Linked DNA regions of Gossypium arboreum: region 1 is linked to region 2. The links are chromatin contacts, called in public Hi-C maps. All regions are on one chromosome and are shown on one strand. Each heading gives the region's core, a stretch centred on a gene start, on an enhancer-like site or on the middle of the called end of the contact. The rest is flanking DNA. Distances are from core to core; before and after follow the strand shown. Region 1 holds the start of LOC108457380 (TLC domain-containing protein At5g14285). Region 2 holds the start of LOC108454281 (AUGMIN subunit 6-like).

Region 1 (5,452 bases), core at 1,065-3,564, 170 kb after region 2:
GGTCTTCTTGGATTTTTTGGAGGATTTGCTTTTGCACCAACAACATACTTTGTAAGCCACATTAATTCCTTCATCCAATTTTTTCTTCTTACAAGAAAAAGATACCTTTCTCTTTGAAGAATTTAACTCATTTTCACTGGTTTTTCTTTAGCTCCCTTGCGTCATGTGGCTTGCCATTTACAAACCAAGAAAGTTTAGCTTATCTTGGTGGACTAACTGGGTATGTAAACTTGATTTTGATTCTACTACAACCTCATTGCTTCGATGTGCTTCGAATCGGTTTTTATTCGGCTTTCCCTTTTCTTTCTGCAGATCTGCATTGTATTTGGTCTTATGTTGATGATCTTATCACCAATTGGAGGGTTGAGGCAAATCATCCTTCAAGCCAAGGATTATGAATTCTACTCTTAAATTGTTTTCTTCTCAGTGAAGAATCAGGTGGGGAGTAGGCACAAATGAAGAACATGATAGTTAAAAGTTTGTCATATGGAAGCATAACATAAGGCTATTGTCAAGAGTCAATGTTGTCAGCCTCCGTTGTCAGAAAATCAAAGTCAATACACAAACATGGGAGATTGAACTGTTGGAAATCAGATCACAGGAGCATTGGCCGTCACTGTTTCTTCATTCTATCACTTGTGTTAATGTATGAATACAAAATAGTCTTCTTTTTCTTTTTCTTTTTTTGCTTGTTTTGCTGTTTGTGAAGAAAAAAAGATACTACAGTTATGTAATGGTTTCCACTTAAAATGTTGTATTTGCTTTCAACAAGAGTTCCCAAGGTTTGTTTCAGCAAATTTATGGAATCAACGTTTCATGGATTCTTCATTTTACTTTGAAAATATGACCCTCTTAAGGATCTTCCAAATAAATCACAGGAACAGAACCAATAATGGTATCCACCTAAACCTAAGAGTAGAAGTAGGACCACTGAATTTAACTCTTAATAACAACCTATAGGGTTCAAGCCAAAGGTATAGACACAATGGTTTAATTCACTAAAATTGGTTATTTATGACGAGAAGTGTAAAGTCAAAAAAGAACCATATGTCGGGTAAAGTGAAATAAAAACATGATGGAATTTAAACTACAATGTTATCCAGGCAGCAACAAGAGTTGTTAATGTAAAACAAAAGATGTTTATAATTTGAATTTCATTGAAGAAAAAGAGCATCTGAAACTGAATTGCTGCATTGATAGCCTACAAAAGTATGCATTCAAATACCACAAAGACAAGATTGTTCTGAAAAAGAAAAAACAATTCGATTGTCATAATTCCTTCTCCAATTTAGCCTTTTTCTCTTTAAACAATTCAACCCACAAATTAGAAATCCACAAGATACTAACACCAATAGCTGTAATAACAACACACATCCAAGAAATCCAAAGCCATCTAGGGATCACATTATCAGCTACCCCACTTGAATAGAACACTCCCATTTGGTACAAAACGAATGGACCAAAAATCCCTCTAACAACACTATAAAAGGCATAAAAATAAGGGGACAAATTCGAATAAACCCTTGCGGCCAACTGATTATCGTGCCTCCTAGCGGATGCCAATGTCCAAACGTTCTGGCAAAAGCTGGTACCTTCAGCTAAAATCAAGAGAGTGAGGATAGCATAGGAGCCATGGAAGACGACGTGGCGACAAGTGATGAAAACAAAGAGCGTAGCCAAATGATGACCAATGAAGAGGACGTCTGTAGGGAAGAAAACAAGGTAGTGAAGCAGATCTGTGAGGAAATAAGCAATACTGTAATCCAAAACTAAATTCTGGGTTTTTGTGTTCGGTGAAGAAAACCCACGGTTTTGGTCGGAAAAGATTGCGAAAGTGGCTAAGAAAACGGCTGGGGTGCCATGGAAGAGGGAGATAAAGCAAGAACAAGCTTCGGGGCGAATCTTGGGACTCCAGTTACGGAAAACAATGGAGTAAGCAATCGAATATAGGATCAAAAACATGGAAAAAAACAAAGGGAGATTTGGGATTGAGGAGAAAGGGAAAGTTTCCATTGGGTTTCTGGGTTGGAGAAGAAATCAAAAAGAAAAAAGGAAAATTTATAAGAATGGTGGAGCTGGGGATGGGTTAGATTTTGGGAATGTTTGGTAAATTAGGTAAAATGGTTGTATCAAACGAGAGTTATTGAGAGTTTCAACGGTTTCTCGGGAAAATGAAAGTTTATAGGAGTAGGAGAAGGGAAGGCGACAAATTAGGCTTTCAGAAGGAATTAGGCATTAGGATGGTTTTAGAGATTCAAAGATATGTAGGAAGTTGAGAACGACATTCATTTTTTTTTTAGATCTTCACGTTTTAAAGCCATAAATCTAAAATGAAATTCCATTGGGATTAATGAATTTTGTTTAATCTTGGGATCCCACTTCTTAAAATATTTATTTGGTTGGATTTATTAAGATATTTATTTTTGACATTATACATGTAAATATTTTAATCTATCTAATATTTTTATCATTTCGATTTAAAATATTATTTATATTAACATATATTGTTAATTCGATTGATCATTAGAAATAACTATGGTGGAAGCAAAGAAAGAATATTCAACAAAGAACACAACGATTTAATAGTGATTCGATTTCAATTGCCTACTCCACTACCTTAACTTTCCACAACTAAAATTTTTACTAAATTCACTAATTTGACAACCTTTGAGAAGGTTTAACCTTACAATCTCCCTTCAGATTTCTACCCAAAATCTTAAGATTATAACTCCTTTAGGGTTTCTACTCAAACCTTAAGATTCTACTCTCAAAAAAAGATACAAAGAAGAAAATAAAAGAAATAATCCTTACAAGATCAAAATGTTTGTCAATTAAGCACAAATAAATAAGAATAAACTTTAGTTAAAGAATAACAATGAAAGCTCACAAATGTGTACAAGAAAAGTATAAAAGAATTAAGCACTAAAGTTGTTTTGATTGAGCTTTAAGTTTGATAATCTCTCTTGTTCTTGTAGAACCTTTGAAAGATGATATTTGTACCCTCTATTTCATTTCCAATCGTTGTGGTTATTGAGAAAATAAATAAAGTCGTTGGGGATGAAAATTAAATTCACCTATAACAAAAGGTATCGATACTTTATCTACAAGTATTGCTACTATTAACATTTAATGCAAAGTTTAGTGACTGTTGGAGTTAAAGATATCGATACAAATAGACTTTTACCGATACCATATGCTTAGTTGAATTGGTTGAAAATAGAATGTCAATTTGGTGTTGATTATAAAATGGGTATCAATATTTTGAAAACTATCTATACTTGGCCAAAAAGTAGCAATACTAACTTGTTTTAAAACAATTTTAACTTGATTGAAAATGTTTAACTCAATCGAAATCATTTTAACTTGATTTCATCATTTTGCTAATTTTGTTTAGCTTTAATAGTTATTCAAAAGCATTTTAATTTGTTATGTCAAAACATATTATCAAATAAAGCTAGGTATGACATATTTAACAGTTAACTTTTTTTACATAAAATAAATAATTAGAAATTGTGAATTTATGTTAAACTTAATATGCATGATCAAGATGAAAGGAGCATGAAATATAACAGTTTAATTGTTAAAATATTAATAGTATAAAAAGTTACAAAATTGTGTAAAACCACTTAAGTTTTACACGGTTTAAGTGGATCATTCTTTATTTTAAAATGTTCAATTTAGTCTTAACTCAATTGTCACGATTGTCATTGCAATAATTAGAGGAATTAGGATTTGAGGTATTTAAGAGCGTTTTCCTCTAATTAAGAGTTAAGATGGGTCGTGGGTAGAACTATACATTATATAAAAATTATTCATATTTAAAAGGAATAAATTACAAATTTAGTTATTTAGGTATGGTTTAAATTATGTTTTGGCTATCAAACTTTAAAAAGTTATAATATGTTAACTAGTATTATTAATTTGTTACATTTTGATAATTAAACAGGTAACAATGTAACAACAAGCTGACGTGACACATTATATCATCATTTCAAACGAATAAACTGAATTATACCAAAAACTCAATAAACCGAATGGACCCTAAGTGCAAAACCAAACAAAAAACTTTCGATTCAGTTCGATTCGATTTATTCGGTTTTTAGCTTTTTTTAGTTAGAAGAAAAATGTAATTGAGGTACTTATAAGTTTATTTCCTTTAATTTTTTCACATAATTTTCTTCTTTCTTCAATTTAGTATATCATATACTTTTATTTTTATTTTTATTTTAAATTCATTAATAAAATATTAAAATCAAATCCAACAATTTTAATCAACTCAAAAATATTTATGTTCTTACATGGCCAACATACAATTTCCATGTCTTCTACTATTCTTAATAGGTATATATCAATTTGAATTTTTATATATTAAATAATAAAAATTAAAATGAATATCATAAAAAATTAAATTATCAATTTGAGTTTTAAATATTAACGGTATTGGGTTTTAAATCTTTTAAAATATTAAATTTTAATGGGTATTTAAGTTTAAGGTTTACATTTAGGTTTGGGTATGTAAACGGGTCATGAGCTTTTAACCTTATGGGTTATGGCTTATTCAGTTTATTCGATTTAAAAATGTCAAAAATCAAAAATTGATTTAATAAATAAATTAAACCAAACATGAAAATTGATTAAATCATAAAAATTTTGGTTTTTTTAGGTTGGATTCACTTCAAAATTTTCAATTTAGAACTTTTTTACACACCCCTACTTTTGGAGGCTCAGGTTCTGTGGAAAGCCAAGCACAAGAGTTGGCTTTATAATTTAAGTTAACTTTGACATATTAATTTAATTTTAACTTTAAATTCATTTAGTGCGATTTTAATGAGTGAACAAACTTTGGCTACTAAACCTAACACAACAGTTTGCTTCATAATTGAAGTTAATTCCATAATTTAGATAACTTTTACACCATACTTTAATTTTAACTTTAGATTCATTTATTAATATAATAATAATAAAATTTAATCTAATTTTGAGAAGCATAGGAGCCAGCAGGTTTAATTATACTATGAGATCTTATATTCTTGATATATTTGAAATTTAGTATTTCTACTTCTAATTTTAAGAATTTAGTCCAACTATTCTTTCAATATAATAATTAAATTCCAATTGATAATCATTAAATTTGATTATGATTTTTACATCTAGTCAATTCAAAATCACGTGAAAGGCATATGAAAATAAATTATCAACTTTCAATATGTTTCTTTAAAATAGTAATTCAGAAACGCAAAATCTTTTAATTTTAGATTAAACATTTTTATTTGTGCATTTGGCCTTCCACACATGTAAAATTTACTATGTAAGTAAACTTTTATTTATTTAAATAAATCAATTTAGTAAAAAAAATAATCTTTTGATGCTGTTAATTATTAAATAAATGAGTAAATTTTCAAGATTAAAATTCAAATATAAAAAAAATAAAAATTGAAAGACTAAAAGGTAA
Region 2 (5,853 bases), core at 2,704-5,203:
TACAGATGGCTGTTCCACTGAGTTCCTTTCAGAAAAAGTATCAATTTGATTGGTCTGAGGAGCAAATGTATGTTGCTTCTGCCTGTTTCCGCCTTTTCCAGCTGAATTTGGGGTTAGGGGAGCTCGCTTTTGCATGGCTCCACCTTTTCCAGATGAATTCGGGGTTAAACTAAACAATTGTGGAAGCTTTAAAGCAGGAGGACTAGCTGAAATCTTCTCAAGCTGAACAGTAGACATTTTTGAAGTAATGTCACCAACATCATCAGAGCTACTCTCCTGCATGATCAATAAAAATATCGTAAAAATGAAGCACAAGCTCTAGAAGCACAAGTATCCAAAATTTCAAATAATTTCAAATGCTTGCATAACATGAAAAATTGATGGAACATTATTTACCAAGGTCCTTCCACTGCTCTGAGCTTGAATAGGTGAAGAGGCTTGACCACGATGTTTGGCCATTGTAGGTAAGTTGGAGGAAATGCTATTTACTTTCTCTGTACAGTCTGATATTGACTTCTGGATTGCTGGAGCAACTTCCTTTAGTTGGTTAATAAGCACCTGCATTTGAATCGTATTAGAAATTTGTACATGTCATCTGGAAAAGATCAGTATCTAGAGTCGACAAAGATATGCCAAAAAGACCCTTTAGAGAGAACTTAGAAACCATAGAAGCAATTTATAAACCCACAAAACATGCTCGTATGAAGCAAAGCAAACTAATATATTCCCACTAGATTCTACACATCCACTGTGGGTGAAAAAAAATAGAGAAGTAAAACAAAAATACACATATAAATATCTCTGCTGGCATATTTTTATTTTTATTTTGCTGTAATATTTAATTATTTCATTTCAAAAACTGATTTGTCTCTTGACTTGTAAAACCAACTCAATCAGAAGTTCTAATAATAGAATAGATTTGGTCAGTTTTCAATCTCCAAATAATTTAAGCTAAAACTTTTATATATATACCAAATTTTGGTGTTCTACATCATCAAGAACTACTTAACGTGCAATGGATATATCACCTGAAAGCTAGCTAGGTGTTGCTGATGCTCAGCAAGAGTTGCAGCTAATGACTCAGCATGTCCACTAGTGCCACCATCATGTGCACTTCGTAATATATCAGGACCTTCTCCATTATTAGCTTTTGCCTGCAAAGCAATAGCAATACCATTATTGCATACTAGCATCTTACTTCAACACTGATAATTAGCAACATGAAATCCATAATTCCATAAAAAAGTTAATCATAATTTTGAATTTCTAAATTATTTTTCAATACTTTAGAAGGCGCAGACTAAAAATTGCTCATTTCTGATATACCATAACAGATTTCTTATTCACATCTCAAAAAGATGGAAAACCTTAATTGAAGGACTTTGTTTATCACATAGAGGTTTTGTTCATTCAAGTAGAACACCCAGCAGAAATTTCATTGCCACAACTTCAAAATTAATGTTGAAAAACTGACGTATTATTAATACCATAAATTGGAAAAATATCAAATTAATAATTATGTGCTACGTATTATTAATACCATAAATTAGAAAAATATCAAATTAATAATTATGTGCTATATACCATTATGGTATTCAGAAATTCAGTAAAGTTCTGGTGGCCAAGTATTAATACAAATTAAGACAGCTGACCGAACAGAAACAAAATAAAATAGCATACCAGCTGTAGTGACTGTTTATGAATGCGCTGTAATGCATGTGTCCAACGTCTGATAACTTCTGCTACATCAACAGTCTGGTGGATTCTCCCACCTCTATCATCTAACCGAGAATGTGTCTCTTCTTTGAATTGTGTGTGAAATCCATCATTCTGTTCTTTGCCATCTAAATCACCCGACTGAACGGATAAGACATCTGTAGGAGGAACTTGTGAACTCTGATCCATAGCTGAAAGCAAAGCAGACCCAGATATGCGATACCTGGAAAATGATATATATGAAAAGGGGTGAAAAAGTGTGCCATATGCACTATTCAGATTGACACGCAGGGGCAAATTACCTATGCTCCCGATGAGATATCAAATCCTCGATAGGTCCTGAAGCAAGAACTTCATGCTGACCTAGACATATAGGTCGATAAATCAAGGTTATGAAAATCAAACAAGTTAATGAAGAAATAGATGATCGTGGCTTATTCATGGGCACTTACTTTTACGAGATAAAATAGACTCCCATAAGCGAGTAGCCTTCGAAACCAAATGAGAATTCTGACTGGAAGTAGAGACGAGATCATCCCATTGCTCTCCTTCCAACTTCACTTTGTTCCTTAAGTCATGTAATTTTTCCAGCTCTTGCTGCAAATAAGCCTAAGATCCAGGTTTTCTAAATTAAAGATATTAAATTAAAGCCATCCATTAATAGCAAGAGGGATTATATTGATATTTCAACATAAAAACTCAAAAAAGCATGCAAATAAGTAATTAACCGTTATCTACTTACCTCCTCAGCGCAAAGGCCACGAAATTCTGCAGTCATTTCATGAGCCAAATTAGACCACATAGCTTGTCTCTGCACTGCTGTTTCAGCATTTTTCAAAAATCTCCTCCTTTCAAGTGCTATTCTAGCCTGTTAAAAAGCAAGCATGTTACTTCATAGATATGGAAGATCTAATAAAGAAAAGCACTTTGAAAAGTAAATGCTCGGTGTATTGAATGATGATTGATGATAAGTGCTGTTACCATACAAGAAGTGAACTATGATGATATAGGAAAAGTAACATAGAAACAACCAAAAAAACAAAGCACAGACCTAATATAAGGAACTTCAAATGTACTTCATACGAAAAGTTCATAGAGAAGCATTACCTTTGTTACAGGAAGTAGTGTGGCCGCATGTGAAAATGCAACATCAGTCAATGGTGCAGGCAATGGGTTAGAAGCAACATCTGCCGCAAAATTCCTTCTATGAAACTCTCTCAATGCATGCAATGAAAGTTGCCACAAAAGCTCAACAAATCTACAACAAAAAACATAAGAAAGCCTAATGTGAGAATGAATTAACAAATTTCGTTAATGAAGAAAACCTACCCGTAAATAAAACAATTCAGGCTTTTTGAATCTTGCACTGATATTCAGTGCCAATAGTAAACTATCCACTCTGATGAACCAAATGCAATTAGAACTAAGTAAAAGAGGCAAGCTAATCATATACCTTTTTCCATTTTGCTGGATTTTGAATTTTCTTGGGAAATCAAAGAGAAATTAACTACTAACCTCGGTCCACAGCAAGTAGCAAGCGAAGAAACCCTCGAATTACTCCTCGGTAGAGCTCCTTGTGCTTCCAGCTCAGTAATTATCCCTTGCACAACCTAAATTAACAACAAATAAATAAAATTTCAACAAAACAGTAAAATTCAAAAAAGAAAAAGAAAAGAAGAAAACTCGAAAAATCAACCTTTCGAAAATCACGAGATTGCGCTGAGTCAAAAATCGGCCAAACTCTGTCGAAATCCTGAAAGATCCGAGAGCAAAAAGCCAAACTTAAAACCAATACGGACCAGATCAAAACTAAACCGAATGGGAAAAAAAAAGGAATAGGATCATTACTCTGGCGGATTGAGCGGGGCCACGAAGAGAAGAGAGGATGAAGTAAAGAAGCTGTTCCCCTAATTTAGGGTTCGAATGACGGAAAAGTCCGACCCGAGGGGTTCCGTTCGAGGCTCCGAGTCCGATTATGGATGGATCCAAACCTAAAAGCAAGCAATTCGTATACATTGCGCTTTCGAGCTCTATCTCTCTCTCCTTTTCTCTATCCATTGTCATCTCTCTCTCTCTCTGGGGAAATTTTCTTTAGAAAATAAAAGAAAGGATTAAACATTGAAATTTAGAAATGGTGAGTTTTTAATAGGGGCGTAAGTTTAAATTTTATAAAGTTGGGGGACTTTGTTTGGAAATTCGGAATGGGACCGTAGGGATAAAGTGAGTCACGTTTAGCCGTTTGAAATTGATGGAGACTAGAGACATAAAGTGAAAGGGCCGATGCTAACGTGCGCTGGTGAATAAAAAATGAATTCCAGAGTGACGTGTTCCTTAGGGAGGCTAACGTGCGCTAAACCGTTGCCGGCCTGCTCTGAAAATGTTTAAGGTGGCAGTATCCGGTTTTTTTTTACGTCCCTTTTTTTTTGTTTTGTTTTTACCTCGTTGTTCGTTGGATCATTCAAATTTTATCTTTTTTTTTTTAAACTTTCCCAGTTATATATATTATTACAAGATCAAAGTTTGAATTTTAATTTTAGAGCTAATAATAAAAATTGCCTCTACCACAATTTTATAATTTTTATAAGAGCAAGGTAAGTCTGTTATTTAGAGATTAAATTTGAAATTAACAAATTAACATTGTGGGTGTAATTTAATATATTTATATTCTAACTTACTTCATTATAATTATACAGATTATGATAAAAGTGTTACAAATAAGGAAATAAAATAAAATTATCATAGGTGGATGATGCACTAAGCCTTGATTATTGCCTTTTCCGTAATTCAATGCTTTCGCAAGCCAATGACTTTCTTTTGCTTAGCTTGAGTGCAAAAATTTAAATTGCTTGAAAGGCGAAAGAATGAGTAGAAAGAGGATATAGAATATTGTTAATATTCTCAGAAAAAACCTTTAATACTCTTTAAGGACAACACACCCAATTTTTAATTAATAAAATTATTTACATTTTTTTGAACCAAAAAAAAATTATTGTTTAAACTTTTTTATATTATTTTCATTTATTCACTTGGATGGTAGGTGAGCTATTGAGAGCCTTCAGAAAAACCCCAAACTTAGCCTTTCTTTACATTAACGGCAACCGTTTAGCCCTTGTTGTTCAGTCTTGTTCTTTCGTTTCTCCTCCGTCTACACTCCATCTCCCCCACCTTCTTCGAAATCTTTCCCACTGGTTTCTGGTTAATCTCTCTGCGACTTAAGGCAACCATCGTCTCTCTTCTATTCCCCCTCCCTCCATCGATGCATCCTGGTCTCTATAATCTCATTCTTTATTCTCTTTGGTGATGATTGGCACCAGTTTGCATTAACCGTTCGTCTTTGCTTTTTTTATTTTTTAACAAGTTCTAATTTGTACTTTTCACCTTTGTCTGTTCCTCTTTACTTATTCCTTATTCTCAATCTTATTTCACGATTATGATTTATCATCATATATATTTAAAGCTGGTAAAATAGGCCAAGCCCAAAAACTTATCCATGTTAATTTGAGTTTGTAATGATCTGAGCCCAATAAAATTTAAGCTTTGAAACTGATTTAGTTTAAGCCCGAGATAAGTACAACTCAAAAATTAAAAATACCCAATTTCATAATTAAATGGTCATAATAAACATTAATAATTAATATATTTCTATGATATTATTTAAAATATAAATAAATGATAAATCTTTATTTTTTAAAATGTATATATAAGCATCGCATATTTATATTAAAACTTTATTAATAGAAAAATAATTATTAATAATTTTCTATATTAAATTATAAAGTTAAATAAAATTTTTAAAAGTATTAATTTAAAATAAAATATTTTAATACTATAGTTATATATGTATAGTAGATATATAAAATTAATAATTATTAAAATATATAAAATAAATTTTAATGATAATATAATAATATAATATATAACTATTACGAAACCAAAATCGATTACTTAAGTTGCCCTTAAACTGATATACTAAATTAGTATATTACTAATACATAAAATAATATTATAATATATAACTTTTATTAAAATATTAATACATATATTACTATTGTAATAATATAAATTATAATAAAATATATGGTATCACATGATATTATAATGTTTAATCATCAACGCATATATATAAACTATTAATAT

The links. Hi-C and Micro-C count contacts between places; a contact is called where the count stands out from the background.
Region 1: a contact with region 2 is called in a Hi-C map of leaf, with 4 times the contacts expected there. The contact joins the promoter of LOC108457380 here to the promoter of LOC108454281 in region 2. A contact is called at or near these places in 2 of 5 Hi-C or Micro-C datasets (both in leaf).

Annotation. Positions count from the first base shown.
Region 1 is chr9:15,783,082-15,788,533 of ASM2569848v2, forward strand. LOC108457380 (TLC domain-containing protein At5g14285) reads right to left here and starts at 2,315. Exons shown (of 1, transcript XM_017756405.2): 1 at 1,140-2,315. The coding sequence starts at 2,013. The coding sequence ends at 1,270. LOC108457379 (lysine histidine transporter 1-like) reads left to right here. Exons shown (of 8, transcript XM_017756404.2): 6 at 1-51; 7 at 152-220; 8 at 313-797. The coding sequence ends at 411.
Region 2 is chr9:15,608,754-15,614,606 of ASM2569848v2, forward strand. LOC108454281 (AUGMIN subunit 6-like) reads right to left here and starts at 3,954. Exons shown (of 13, transcript XM_017752695.2): 1 at 3,565-3,954; 2 at 3,413-3,469; 3 at 3,232-3,326; 4 at 2,824-2,974; 5 at 2,459-2,584; 6 at 2,169-2,325; 7 at 2,019-2,079; 8 at 1,681-1,939; 9 at 1,029-1,154; 10 at 397-558; 11 at 1-276. The coding sequence starts at 3,780.